Regions from separate parts of the Mus musculus genome. Here regions 1 and 3 are each linked to region 2. Evidence: chromatin contacts called from public promoter capture Hi-C data. All regions are on one chromosome and are shown on one strand. Each heading gives the region's core, a stretch centred on a gene start, on an enhancer-like site or on the middle of the called end of the contact. The rest is flanking DNA. Distances are from core to core; before and after follow the strand shown.

What was found. Promoter capture Hi-C pulls out the DNA fragments that hold promoters and counts their contacts.
Region 1: a contact with region 2 is called in a promoter capture Hi-C map of liver, with 2.8 times the contacts expected there. The contact joins the enhancer-like site here to the promoter of Nek7 in region 2.
Region 3: a contact with region 2 is called in a promoter capture Hi-C map of pre-B cells, with 2.8 times the contacts expected there. The contact joins the enhancer-like site here to the promoter of Nek7 in region 2. A contact is called at or near these places in 4 of 39 promoter capture datasets (the C10 cell line, hippocampal neurons, liver and 1 more) and 1 of 115 datasets of contacts at active chromatin or transcription factors (astrocytes).

Annotation. Positions count from the first base shown.
Region 1 is chr1:136,668,078-136,672,744 of GRCm38.p6, reverse strand. It overlaps Gm41958. Among named protein-coding and RNA genes, the nearest start is that of Gm34056, 7.7 kb to the right of the region's middle. Within about 2 kb of position 2,649, at least 69 of the 459 cell types and tissues checked have an H3K27ac peak or open chromatin away from gene starts, as enhancers often do. A contact at or near this core is called in liver, where this site is marked.
Region 2 is chr1:138,616,530-138,621,412 of GRCm38.p6, reverse strand. Nek7 (NIMA (never in mitosis gene a)-related expressed kinase 7) reads left to right here and starts at 1,656. Exons shown (of 10, transcript NM_021605.4): 1 at 1,656-1,861.
Region 3 is chr1:137,329,428-137,334,067 of GRCm38.p6, reverse strand. No RefSeq gene overlaps it. Among named protein-coding and RNA genes, the nearest start is that of Gm34244, 22 kb to the left of the region's middle. Within about 2 kb of position 1,932, at least 51 of the 459 cell types and tissues checked have an H3K27ac peak or open chromatin away from gene starts, as enhancers often do. A contact at or near this core is called in pre-B cells, where this site is marked.

The DNA.
Region 1 (4,667 bases), core at 1,400-3,899, 1.9 Mb after region 2:
CATAAAGCAGAGCGTGGAAGGACCAAAAAGATTCCACTAAGCGGAGAGCAGGGCATTCTGGGTCTGTGGTAGTGTGTGAAGAGTCTTCTAACAAAAGACTGCAAGGGCTTATGTGCTGCTGGGGATGTGGACCAGTGGATGGAGGTAGGGACCAGGAGGAGACCTAACTGCATACAGCATACTACACAGGGCTTAAAAGGAACCAAGCAAGGCTGCCCTGCCTTCATGCAGAAGGGCCTCAGGACTGGATGTGGATTTAGAAAGATAACGCTACCCCAGGGCAGAGGATGGACAGATCCCAGACTAACACCAAACTGAGGCCTGCTTCTGGGAGCTTTGGAGGCAGGTGGGTTGCTGGGCTGTTGGGCAAGTCCCTAACTTCTTTAAAACTTCACCTTGTTTATTTTATATGGAAGGAATCTGCCCTCTGGGCCACTGTGTAAACAAAGTGAGGCCAGGCTCCTGGGTACAAAATTCTTGAACAGGATCAGGCAGTCTGACAACATGGTGGTAGGCAGAGACCACAGGCTAGCTCTCAGGTTTCTAAGTGGGTAGGTGAAGACTGGGCGAGGGCCCACTTCACCAGTCCGTCTTGGGGCACAGGAGGAGGAACTACCGTTTTCCCCCACCCCCTAGAGTTGTGCTTAGGGTGGCATCTGAAGCCCAGGAGATGGAATTACAGGGAACGCCAATCCATGGGGCACAACCAGGGGAAGAAGCGGAGGGGTGATTGCTTTGTCCAGAATGAATGCTCTAGCTCAAGGTTGCTGGGAGCGGAGAGGCATTCAACAAAGCCAATTGCATGCCAGGCGCAACCTTGGGGCCTGAAACCGGAATAAAAAGACCATCCACGGAGAGTTCACGTTGTCATGGGGGAAAGAACTAGTCAATAAGTCCCACAGACTGAGCGCTGGAAAACACCCATGGGAGAAGGAGAGACGCTGAATACCCAGGGGTATCTTACCCCACACCAGCTCTTAGGAGTCAGGCAACATTTGAGCCCGACACCTGAAATTACGAGACCTTTAACCGAGGGCTCTGTAAGTGCAAGGCTCAGGTGAGCCTTTTAAGTGTGTATCCTATTTAATCCTCAGCACCCAATGAGGCAGGTATTATCATTATCCCGACCTTAGAAATACCATAGCCAAACTATAGCTGCTGAGCTACTTGCTAAACAGTTAGTAAAGCTGGAGAAAGAGCCTTTGGCCCAGGCAGGCCAGGCACAGATAGAACCTGAGCTCATAGACTGTCTTGTTTATGAAAAATATGTAGACCAAACAAGTCCACCCAGGAATATTGCCCGGACATATTAGCAGTGTTGTAATATTACTTCCAGGGTGGATGCTTCATAGAGACTTAAGCAAAATGGAGTCAGTCAGTGACTGGGGACAAAGGATGTCATGGATGACACGGTTCTGGTTTGGTTTTGTTTGTTTTGATCTGCAAATACACCACTCAAAAGCTATCATGGGGAGAAGAAATCACCCCACAGTGCCTCAGCCTCTAGCAAGCAGCAACACCTTCGGGAGCTGGTCTATCTGGAGTAAAGTCTCCATTGTAGATAACATAGCACGGCTTCACAAACCGCGAAGACTCAGGGCTGGACAGCTCAGGGGTACAGTACTTCCTTGTTAAGAGTGAGACTCTGGGTTTGACAGATGCCAGCATTAAAGGAGCAACCTGAAAACTCCGAGTGAGCAGAACATTGAATATCTCCATAAGATGGGGGACATGTCAGGTGACAGCCCACAAACTGGGCTGAAAGGGAAAAAGCCCTCGCTGGTCTTACAGTTCTAAGTCAGTTTGTCTTACCTGCCACTGGGAGAATTTGCTCAGGGGCTCCACAGACAACTCGATTCACTGACAATCATTCCCCAGCAGCCCAGGCAGACAGGACAGGCTGCTCCTGGCTTTTACTTTTCTGTCCCTGACCTTCCTCCTCCTAGACAATCGGAGTGTTGTCCCTTGTGAGGCACAATCAAAACAGTAAGATGAAAGCAAGCTGGCTCCTAGAAAGGCCAAGATCCCAAAGTGCTATGCTAAGTGCTTCCGATCGACGCAGGCGCCTCTCCCACGTGACTGCGAAGAGCGCCTGCCTCACAGGACCAATGTGCTGCACAAGGGAACAGCAGCAGCAAGCCTAGCCGTATGGCTGAGTTCGCCTCTGGTCTCCGCGCCTGCACCTCTCTCCCTGCTGACCACCCAGCCACAAGGGCCGCTCTGTTCTCCAGCACACTGAGGCCATTCCGAGGGAGGCATCTGCACTTGCTCGGGCTCAGAAACACTTGTGGTGTGAATGAGTTTCTCACCGCAGCTCTCTGGACAGATATAATCCCTGCAAGGCCTTCCTTGAGCCCAGTCTTTCTGTTCCCACCTGAACTTGTTCACACCCTCTGCCACTACTAACCTACCCACTAGCTCACATCGATATGACAGTTTACTTTGTAATACTTAGAACTATGCAAAGCTGTCTTTTTTTTTTTTTTTTGGATAGGTGTCTTTCCTACCCATCTCCACGTGCAGGTAAAATCTGTAAACCCCACAAACAGGGAGATATTGTCTTTCCTGTTTGCCCTTACACTCCCAGCACCTGGCCGGAAGTTCAGGGCTCAATAAATATTTATTGAATCAATAAAGGGATGCAGAAACACAGATCAAGTTGCTGAGGCAAAAAGTTAGAGCTGGGTTTAGGGAAATAGCGGGTTGCTCCTTCTGGTCCGGCTGGCCGTGGAGAGATGAGGTGAAAAGGAAGGCTTACAAAGGGGCTGGCACAGTGTAGACCAGGGAGAAAGTGGGGCGTGCTGGTCCTGGCTGTGTAGCCAGGACAGCACCGAGCAGTTCCGGACCTAGAAAGTATTGGCCCAGTAACCAAACAGAATCAGAGGGAACAAGACAAAAACAGCCCAAGAGAAATCATTTGCTACTAGGGAACTGGCAAAGCTAATGTCTGCCAAAGAGCTGCACTCTTCGGAGAACTGGTTTCAAACACTAGAGAGCAAGGATTGACAGCCAGGTATGGCAGGGGCTCACCTTCATTCCCAGCGCTCAGAAGTAGACACAGGTTCTCTGGGAGTCTGAGGCCAGCCTGGTCTACAGAGGGAGTTTCAGGACACAGGGAGACCTATACTCAACGGCAAACAAACGAATGAATAACTCTTAAAAGTTAAATCGTGCATATTCAGGATGAGCAATTCTGCACCTAAATAGCCATGTAAATTACTGTGCAAATCCACACATGTAAAACTAACACAAGCTTTGCTCTCAGTAGTGAAATGCAAGTAATCACATATCTGCTGATGCATGGACTAATAAATAACATAGATTATACTATGAACCAAATAACAGCAGTGCATGTGCACATATGCACATACACATAGAGACACGCGATAAATCTTAACAATGTTAAAAGAGCCAGGTGTGGTAGTGCATGCCTGTAATCCAGCCCTTGGGAAATAGACACAGGAGGTTCAGAATTTCAAGGCCAGCTGGACGACTTGAAGTCCAGTCTCAGAAGAGAGGGGACACACACACACACATTCAAACTTATTTAACAACGTATTGACTATAAGTGCATTTAAATAACTATAATATCTTTTTGTTGTTGTTATTTGCTTTTTTGAAACAGGGTTTCTCTGTATAGTCCTGACTGTCCTGGAACTCACTTTGTAGACCAGGCTGGCCTCGAACTCAGAGATCCACCTGCCTCTGCCCCCCAAGTGCTGGGATTAAAGGTGTGTGCCACCACTGCCCAGCTATAACATCTTTACAAGGATTTATAATATAACCCTTCACATGGGCTCTGAGAAGTAGGGACAGCAGAAAACGAAACTAGGACCAGGCACACAAGGAGCTTGATTGTTACTGGTGTTCTGTTTGTTTATTTCGTCTTGTTTTGTTTTCTGGGACCGTTCAGGCTGACTTTGAATTCTAAATCTTCCTGCCTCCACTTCCTATATGGAATTATAGACATGTGACAGCTTGCCAGGCTTCTGATATTTTATCCTGTTAAACTGGAGCAGCCATGACAAAAACAATGTAACTAACACTGGATTACAGGAAGGCAATAGTGTCACTGCGGACTGGAAGAGGGACGCCCGGCTGGGAGTGTAGCTCAGTGGTAGAACTTTTACCCAGCGTGAGTGAGCACTGTGAAAGTGGGCAAAGAAGAAGAAGAGGTAAAGGAGGAGTGGGGAGAGAAGTGTGGGAAGGGAGAGATGCTAAACACCCTCAGAAAAATTAACGAAGTTTCAGGGCTGGTTGGATAAGTGGGCAGTATAAATGACCCAGGAAGCAATGAGTTAAAAATCATATAGGTATATCTGATAAAAAAAAATCTGATCATATTAAGGCCATGCTGGTGGTGCATGCCTTTAACCCCATCACACGAAAGGCAGAGGCAGGTAGATCTCTGAGTTGCAGGCTGACCTGATCTACAGTGAGTTCTAGGATAGCCATGAATGCACAGAGAAACCCTGTCTTGAAAAACCAAAGGGGAGAGAGAGAGAGAGACAGAGAGAGACAGAGAGAGAGAGATTATGAGTGAGGGTGGGATAATTATACCATTGAGAGCTGAAAAACAGTTCTTTTTTGTTCATTTTTGGAAATGTCTTCTGTATGCATGGCATAGCTAAGTAATCGTGAGCGAGAAGGCAAGAAGTCAGTATTTA
Region 2 (4,883 bases), core at 407-2,906:
TGGCTGATTTGGTGTGATGTGACCTATGATATAGGCCAAATGCCAACTTATTGGCTTCATCCTAGCTTCCTCTCATATAGCACATTCAATGCAGCAGAAAACCTTGTTGGCTCTATCATGGAAATGTATCTGGGGTCTGTCTGGTTTTGCTAGCATTCTGGTCTAAGCCTGATCAGAATGTGTTACAGATACCATTATGTTTCCTTTTAAACTTCCAGTTTCTTCACCCTCCACTTTATTCTTCACAGCTCTGTTGTCTCTCAACTTACACCTGCAATGAATTTCCATTTCATTCAGAATAAAAATTAAGAGTTCGAAGTTCCACATCTGATAGTTCACCCTTTCTTACTCCACCAGCCTCTCTCCCTTGCTCACTAAGTTGGATCCTACCTGCATAGGCTTACTGGCTGTTTCTCCAACATGGCGAACCCATGCCTGACAGGGTAACCTTGCATTTCCTGGGTAAAACAGTCTACTTCCTGACAGTCACATGGCTCCTTTTCTCACATCTTCAGGTCTCTGCTCAAATTCCAAGTGACTTTCCCTGATAAACATGTTTAAAGGAGCACTCACACCCCGAGCTTTGTTTCTCTATGAAATAGATATAAAAGACATTAGGTAATTTGGACTTCCTCACTGAAGCTAAGTTTTATGAGAGCAGGGCTCTTGCACGTAGCTGATTGTAGAACTCCACCTGGCAAATCTGTACCGATTAAGCACTTGCCCCAACGTCACCTCTTGAAATTTAATTTTCTTACTAAAATTAACGTTTGCATTCTTTTCTAATTATATTTCACATACTTGCATTCGTGTGTGTGTCACATTGCAGTACGGATGTCAGAAAACAATTTGTGGGTCCTGGGAATCAAACTCCTGAGTCATCTTGCTGGCCCAAACTTTCTAAATCTTGCTTCTATTGTTTTAATCCATTTGAGCTATAATACCGCTTTTTCTTGTTGTTGTTTTTTGGCTCTATTCCCTTGGCAGGGGAACGAAACCAGAAAAAGGCCTACTGATATCAAATGGTTAAGATCTGTGCTCAAGCACGCTGTTGTATGTCATCGTCTGTTTCTAAGGAGAGGCGTTAAGGCTGACTTCCAAGAAAGACCACGATAAGTTAAGCGACTGGCCACTGAATGATTAGCATCTAGGTATGACAGACTCTACACTGCCTCCTAGCTGTTCGCTCCATTCGTTCAAATCTGGTTAGTGGAACAGTAGGAATCAAAGCTTTGCTTTTGAAAAGCTCCATGTACTAGGGAGAGACCCATATTGCAAATATGTGACGTGTAAACGAATTTATCTAATGTAATATTTTTGTAATGCCACTTTGTGAGTGTGCCTGTATCCCAAAGATTCTGCATACCTACCAACTAGTTCAACTTTCGGAAGGGTCCTGAAAAGCTTTCTTAAAACTGGGACGCTAAAGTCTAGATTTGCTTAGCCAGACTCCGGGAAAACTCTCGTTTGCCTGCACTGACACCATGTAGAGGCAGCTTAAACTACTTGGTAAGTGGGATCAAAAAACTCCGATCTGGAGGCAGGGGTCGACCGCCGTAAGCGAGGCACACCCCAGTTCTCGGGAAAGTGGTAGCGTGGGCTCCGGAGCAGGGTGCGGGCGCGGGGAGGGGCCTGCGGCGGCCCGCCCTCTCCTCGGGGATGCCGGGATGTTTACCCTCCTGACAGCCGCGGCCGCCGGAGGAGGAGCGGAGCCGGGAGGATGGGCCGCCGCTAACCTCGCAGTGGGAAGCGCGGGCCGAGCAGGGTGGGAGCCGGCGCCTGCAGTGGCGCGGGGAGAGGCGATCGGCCCCGGATCCCGCAGCCCTGCAGCCCGCGTAGACCGAGCTGCCCCGGCGCCCCGGTGAGTATGTACGGCCCGGCCGGGTGGGGCCGGTGCGGGGAGCGGGCGGGCCGCGTGGGGCCTCGGGCTCTCGTGCCTCCGAGGACCGCCCGGGACGCCTGCAACTGGCGGAGCGTGGTGCAGGCCGCTGGCTGCAGGAGCTCAGAGTCCGGGCGCTTCGACCCCAGGAAGCTCCACGACGGTGGTGGTGGCGGCAACAGGTCTCCGGGCTCCGACAGGAGGAACTCCAGCGAAGACCCGCCTCCGGGCTGAGCTCATTGGTCACCTTGGCTATTTACAGCTCGAGGATTGGCTCAACCGATTCGGCTGCAGCCCAGTTTAGAAAAGTGAAGTTCACGGACCGGGGAGTCAGTCGAGCGTGAGTGGTGGGGTAGTCAGGTCGAGGTCCGATTGAAACCGATCCAGGGCTGGGATGCAGCAAAGTATGAGCTGAGTCCCAGTGGGGCGAAGGTGAAGTTAGGCCGTGGAAGATGCTGCTAAGCAATGTCGATAGCCTCCGCCTGGTGCTAGAGGCCTTGGAAGACCCACAAGAGATACATTTATTGACTCACATACTATACTCGAATAGCCTAAGTCTTTGCCCGCGCTAAACACTAAGAATATATTTACTTTAAAGTAAGATATGTTTTGTGCCCTTTACAATTCTGGTGATGGAACTGAATATAGCAAAAACAATCTAGAGATGTAAAGGACTTTTTTTTCTTTTTGAGATTACTAACTTTAAAGGTTGTAATTGGATTCAATGCCCGCAGTTTATAGAGCATTATTAGGACCACTCTTTAGTTTCTCCTCCAAGGAATCTGCAGTTCCCGGGAGGAACTGACGTTCATGACGGTGTGCTTTGATAGAGTTGCTTTACAGAATAATGTTCCGAATAAGCTTATTATAAATCTGTTCTCTTCTAGACGATGGGATGTTGATGTGATCCAAGAAAGGTTTAGTACTCATACTCAAAAATTTATAGTTTGGGACAACCGGACAAACTCTGAAAATGATGAATAAAAGATAAAGCCTGCAGTGCTTTGTAGCATTTCTCACTAGTATTCATGGCTGCAGTATTTCGTGATGGCCAGTGCACTTTATTGAACTAACATGCAACCTAAGCAGTTATTTCATCTTCACAGCTATCTGCCACCACTCCGAGAGACCCGGACCATAATTTGCTTTACATCCCAAACCGTTGCATCTTCTGCTTCGGCTGGCGAGGGGTAGGGGCGTGTGGAGGGAAACTTTACTTCTTAGAGGGTCAGAAAAATGGATGATGAGAGGAGGGCCTTTGGAGAAAGTGCAGAAGGGACAGACTCTGGGGCGGAGTGGAGGGGAATCTGGACCCAGTGACCATGCAGTCCTCAGATTCCACAGTAAGGTGGGAGTCCCCGCCCTTGAGGGCACTGACAGCCATTGCAGCCAGTGAACGGCGAGGACACCCGGCCCCAGCTCAGGAGGGCGGGTACTTCCTACCGCTGCCCTGAGCTAGGCGAGGGAGGCCAAGTTTGTCTGAGGATGTGGGCCGGTGGAAAGAAGGGTTGAGAGGCTCAGTCTTGTGAAATTACTGCATTAAAAAATAGAGGGAGGGAGCTCTGGTTTTCTTTGAGCCCTGTGCTGACTTTCAAGATTCGGGCTCAGGTTGAAGTCACCGCTTCCACCGAAACCATAGGAGATAAGAAACGAACCTGGTCAGCAAATTAAATATAGTCCGTGACTGACTGGGGCTTTTGCCCGAGATCGCCTGAAACTGAAAACCAAGAACTACCAGAAGAAATCTCATTAGACACATTTATGGCAGCTTGGCAATTTTAATACGGTTAAGACAATCATTAGCTTAAATTGACAAGACTGCATTTTCAGACAAACAGACCTATTTTGTAATTTGAAGTTTATCTGGATAATACCTGTCTCCCGCCATTCCTTTCCCACAAACACTTTCTTCGCTGGACACTTAGTTTCTCTCCAGCCTAGTAAAACAGAAGAAATCATCTGTTCCGGTGGCCGAACTCGTGGAGGAGGGGAGCAGAGGCTGCGGACATGTCTTTCCTTACTAAATTAAAATCCAGCATTCCCGTTTCCAACACGCTGAAGTGCAGAGCAATTACACTCCGGAAAGACAAGTACTGCCAGGACTCCCCTCTCAGTCCCAGGCTTCTGGTGACTGCAGTTGGTGGCTCTCAGCCCTGGCTGACTACAAACATTAAGTATTGAGCATTTGCTAAAACTAAAATAAAGTAAAATTCCAGTGAAATTTTTTTAAAGTCAATTTTATTATTATAAGAATTTTTAGGGTAGCTGTTCTCATTTTCACCTTTTCTTTTCAAATATTTGATTAGTGTGTGGGCAGACCTTTTACTTTACAAGCTAAACCACAGTGCAGTAGCAAACTTACTTTAGTTCAGAAGGTGTGTGGAATTTATAGTTTAGAACTGTATGACATGGTGGTTTATTATTTACTCCGAATTGCTTTATTTGTAATTCTACAAATACTGCAACGTTTTTCAAAGAACCACCTCTTTATACTTTTGAAGTTGTTCCATTTTAATTCTTCCTCCTACAATTTATTTGTGGAGATTATAGCTGATATAACATTGGTTATATAATTGTACCCAAGTATATGCATTTGTGGTACATAATTTTACAATTTACAATTTACAGTTAAAACATTTTCTTTTTCTTGACATAGGGTTTTACTTTGCAGTCTATGCTGGCCTGGAACTTACTTTGTATCCAGTTCAGGTTGGCTTTGAACTCATGGTATACTCAACTTCCCAAGGGCTGAGATTATAGACATAAGTTACTGTCCTTGGCTTAGAATTTCTAAACTGATATAGCTGCAAAACTTCTAAACTACTGATTTGTCATTTTCCAGCTGAAAGTTTGATTATCTCTGTGGTGTTATATATCTCTCAGAATATTTCTTTTCCTTTTAAAGAAAGCAGCTTTATCGTTTATGGCTTCATGGTGAGGGGTGGGAATGGGGACAGAATCTAAGATGCTAAGGAACATCCTTTGCTCTTTTGGTCAGGATAAA
Region 3 (4,640 bases), core at 683-3,182, 1.3 Mb after region 2:
TGAAAATAGCAAGAACTTATCAAGGGAGGATGCAGACAGAAAGTCTGGGAATAGAATTTAGATCACTGACTCAAAAGAAACTCTGCAGACACTTCATAAAGGTACCCTGCGGTCACAGAAATGAACAGAGTGAAGTTACTAAGGCCACTGATCCTCTTGAACACGAATCTTCAGAACACCCATGGTTGACGTCCCTCTTGTTGGTAACATTCTCAGTTCTGGCTATGTTAAAGTTAAGGCTGTTACTGTGTGGTTGGAAATAACCCAAGTCAGATAAAGCCAGAAACAGTAGCTCCCTGGACTCGGAGCTTCGTTTGGGTTAATGATGAGAAGCCCTCTGTCTCTAAGCAGGTTAGAGCATTATTTCAAATGCACAGAGATTGAAACCTGCCACCTAAGAGAAACACAAAAGAAGCATGCCTTAGGAACATGCTTCTCTTGACTTCTCGTCTGTGTTTTGAGCTAGCTAAATTCTTAGACTGATTTTTGGTGACCTGACCCTAGATTTGAAGGATTGTATCCCAGAATCCCTCTTTGCTTTTATCACTATTGGAGTCAATGACTTTCTGTCTTCCCCTTGGTTTTGCTATGTAGACTATACATTTGGGGCTTTATTGTGCCCCAGGTATTTCTGTAGATTCTCTACTATTGTCCCAAGAAACCCAATAATCATACTCGCTCATACTTACAGAAACCATTTCATGTGGCATCAAAAAAAAATCATTGCAGGAAAAATATGTATATTTTTAATCTATCATTTAGAAGCCATAGGATTCACATTCCCTTTTCAGATTAGGAAAGAATGAAATGCATGAGTATGCAGTAAACCCTCCAAATCACCAAAGACTCAAGAGTGGTCACTATGAAGCCGTTAAGAGCTTACACCACCTCAGTTAGATACCAAGACTGAGTGAGATTTCCAGGACTGAAGTTCGGGTGGTAGGTTTGGGTCATAATCTATTACTTTTTAGTAAGTACTCAAAAGAACTTTAAAACATAAAATAAAAAAAAGAATACTCAAGAGTAGATTTCTTTTTCTCACACTAACCCATCCTCTTTTCCCAATAAGAAAGCCATGCCTGTCTAAAGGTTCCACAAGCTGGAGCTAGGGATTCCCACAAACCCCTCTCTAACACGTCTGTGCAAAGGCCCAGAGCTGGCAATGGAGGTTGGAAGAGCTTTCAGTCCTAGTTCACTGTAGGAGGTAAACATTACAGGAGCATGTGAGGCTAGGACAGAGAACCAAAGAAAAGAAACAGCAGGTTTAAAAGAACATGCAAGAGGAGGACCGGGAAAATATTACAGGACAATAAATTACAGCCCACAGCCCTATCCAGATGTCGGTTCACGGTACTGCAGTAGCCACAGCATGGGGAGGTTAGAGAACCACATTTACCATGTGTGCACTGCTCTGTATTTAATGTTTAAGCTCTTTAATTCTTTGTGTCTATGAAAAGCCTCAGTCAGAAAATCCAGATGGACTATATTAATCAGAGCACATAATTTTAGTGGTAGACATGCTTATTCCCAAAGCCTGGATATATTCCTAGAGCTTTGCAGAGCCTCGTTGTCTTGAGGGAAAAAAAATACGCTTGGCTCGGCAGCATTTGTTAATTTATGTAAGAAGGAAAATGAATCACATATAAACATATGGAAATATCCAAATGCCAGGTTTTCAGTTTTTTTGTTTTTTTAGGTTAGCTCCCTGAGTCCTCATTTTCTTTCTAGCCTGGGATTGGTGGTATCGGTTTTTTAACATTAAACAGACTCCTTGTTTGGAGTGTGTGTGTGTGTGTGTGTGTTTCAGACCAAGCAAATTTCGTGTTTTCTTTGGACAGAAAACTAACAAAGGATGGGAAGTCCTTACTTTAAGACATTACAGTTAAGGGTCATGAACATTCAAGCAGGAGTTACTGCCATCCAGAGGCAGAAAGCCACGAACAGCCATATCCTATCCTAGCTCCATCGTGGAGGAAGGAAGACAAGCAAAATGTGTAGGTTGCAGCAGTTTTGGTCGTTAAATCATCCAAAAAGAAATTGGAAAATGCCAAAACTTGAATGTCACTGGGTCTCTGGTTCTCCTGTTGTCAGAAATGACAGAGTCTCTAGTCCAGCACTCTCCAGAACTGGTCACGGTTTAAAAAAAAAAAAAAAAAAAAGGAGCAGTCTGATGTCAGGCTGGCCATCTGTGCCAACTGTCCTGAGTACTGGAGTCTGTAACACATTCAAAGTGAGCTTCGCACGTGTCTTTGCACATATAGTTTTCTTATATTAAAGCTTTGATGACTGTTGCTGAGGTTAGCTGTTCTAGCAGTTGATACAGGCAGCCCATAGCCCTTCAATATAAGTCATATGCTGTATTTGCTGCCTAGTGACTGTCTAATTGGAAGTAAAGACATCCATGGTCTTTCAGACAAGAGCTTCCAAGCATGTGTGCATGAATTTTTTTTTCTTTTTTGTGGCATTAACAAGCGAAGTCCTGAAAGCTTTGGCATACCTGAGCATTGGGCAGTCATTCTAAAGGAACTAGCTCAGCGCCATGCAGGTTTGGGTGCCGTGGAAAAATAGGTCCATCTAGGTAAGAGACCACTGCACAGCAGCACTAACCACTAGGAAAGTTTCTGCAGCATCACAAAGACAGATTCTGGAAAAATATAAATATGTGTGTGATATATTTTACATGACTCACATATAAATATAGTAGTCACATATACATACACACATAAGTGGTGGTTACACATTGGTAGAAATTCCAACTTAAAAACTACATCAACTTCAATTTTTAACAACAGGCACAAGTAATTATACTTGCCACTTGCAGGTATTTTATACACTCCTGATGGATATAACTGCTTTGGAATAGGTTTTAAAACTTGGAAACACACGCATACACCATTTCTCAATGGGCAAAGCATACTTCAATTTTCTAACTGAATCCTACCCACATGAGTGCAAACATTTTGAGTCAAATAAAATGATTTAAAAATTGCAGAATAATATAGTGTTAATCATCTTCACTCTGCTTGAAGTATTTCAATGCTATTCTATCATATTTTGGGGAAGCCACTCTCAAGCATTTTAAAGGAGAGATAGAGAAGGTTCTCCCAATTTTTAATAGACTTACAAAATACGGACATGAAAGTACGAAGCCTATACTTCTCTAGCCTCCCCTACCCCCGCCCCCCTCTGTCTTAACACTGGGCTGCCCTTCTGCAGGGAACTTTCCACCAGATATCTTGCATGTTCAGGGTTACCAGTGCCCTCTGCTGGCTTTCTGCTTGAAATGAGAGAATGGAGGGAAAGACAGAGATAGACAGACAGACAGGCAGACAGATGAGAGAGACAGAAAAAGATGGACAGAGAGACAGACAGAGAGACAGAAACAGACAGAGTCAGAGACAAAACAAACAGACAGGAGGCCCTTCTGGTCCTGGAAACTGGCACTAAAGAACTAAACAAGAATGGAAGACTTACCTTCACTAATCTTATTTTCTTGTTTCGTTGTCATCTTAAACTTCTGCCAGAGATCCATTGTGGAACCGTTTGTTCCAAGGGGTTCTCACTCACTGCTAATTCAGCATCAGGAAAAGAATATTAGGCTGGGATGAAGGGGCAAATGAATGCAGATTTGGGGACATAGTCACTCATTTTACAGATGCATAAACCACTTACAAGAGGCCCAGGCAGAAGTCGGTTCTCCATCCACCCTAACCTGTTAATGGGTTCGGCAAGGAAGAGCGGCAGTAAGTGCAAGGGTGAGAGGCTGCGATGGAGACTGGCAGTCCTTGCTCACTGTGGGCATTGTTTGGAAGTTTAGCACACAGGTGTGTTGCAAATCCTGTCACTTAGCTCTTTTCCTGCTGTCAGTGTCACTTTTCACTGGGCTCCTGTCCACTTGCCCTGACTCTCGTTTGTCTCCTTTGAAGAAACTCTCCAAAGAGCAGTCAGGGTGATTCTTCTTTTTCATAATGGATTTACTTTTATTTTATGTACGCTGGTATTTTACCTGCATGTATGTCTATGTGGGGGTATTGGATCCCCTGGACCTAGAGTTGTAGACAGTTGTAAACTACCATGTGGGTGCTGAGAATTGAACCTGGTTCCTCTGGAGGGGCAGTCAGTTAAATGCTCTTAACCACAAAGTCATCTCTCCAGCACCAGGTGATTTCTTCTCGAGTTGCATTCAGATTAAACCTCACCCCAAGCCGAGTAGTCTCCCAACATGTTTAGAATACAACCCAGTCTGATTTGCTCCGAAATTCCTCAGAACCAACATTAGTGACCAGTACAAACTAGGTATCTGGTAATTTATTTTAATAAAGAATGAACAGATGAAAGTCATATAAGACTATACTAAGATATTATCACGCAATCTAAAAATAAAAAATAAAGCAGATACTGAACTTGAAGTAGTGATTATCACTGGTTGCTGGCCAATAAGTCTAGGCTAGCTTTCTGGATCTCATTTGTCACATAGACTGAATAATGGCTGTGGGCTTTAATGGTTAGTGATTTGAGGCCTCGAGGTCTACCACCTAAACACACATACACACACACACACACACACACACACACACACACACACACGCACACCAATGTGTGTGCATGCAAGTGTGTGCGCACGCACACACACTCCTCAG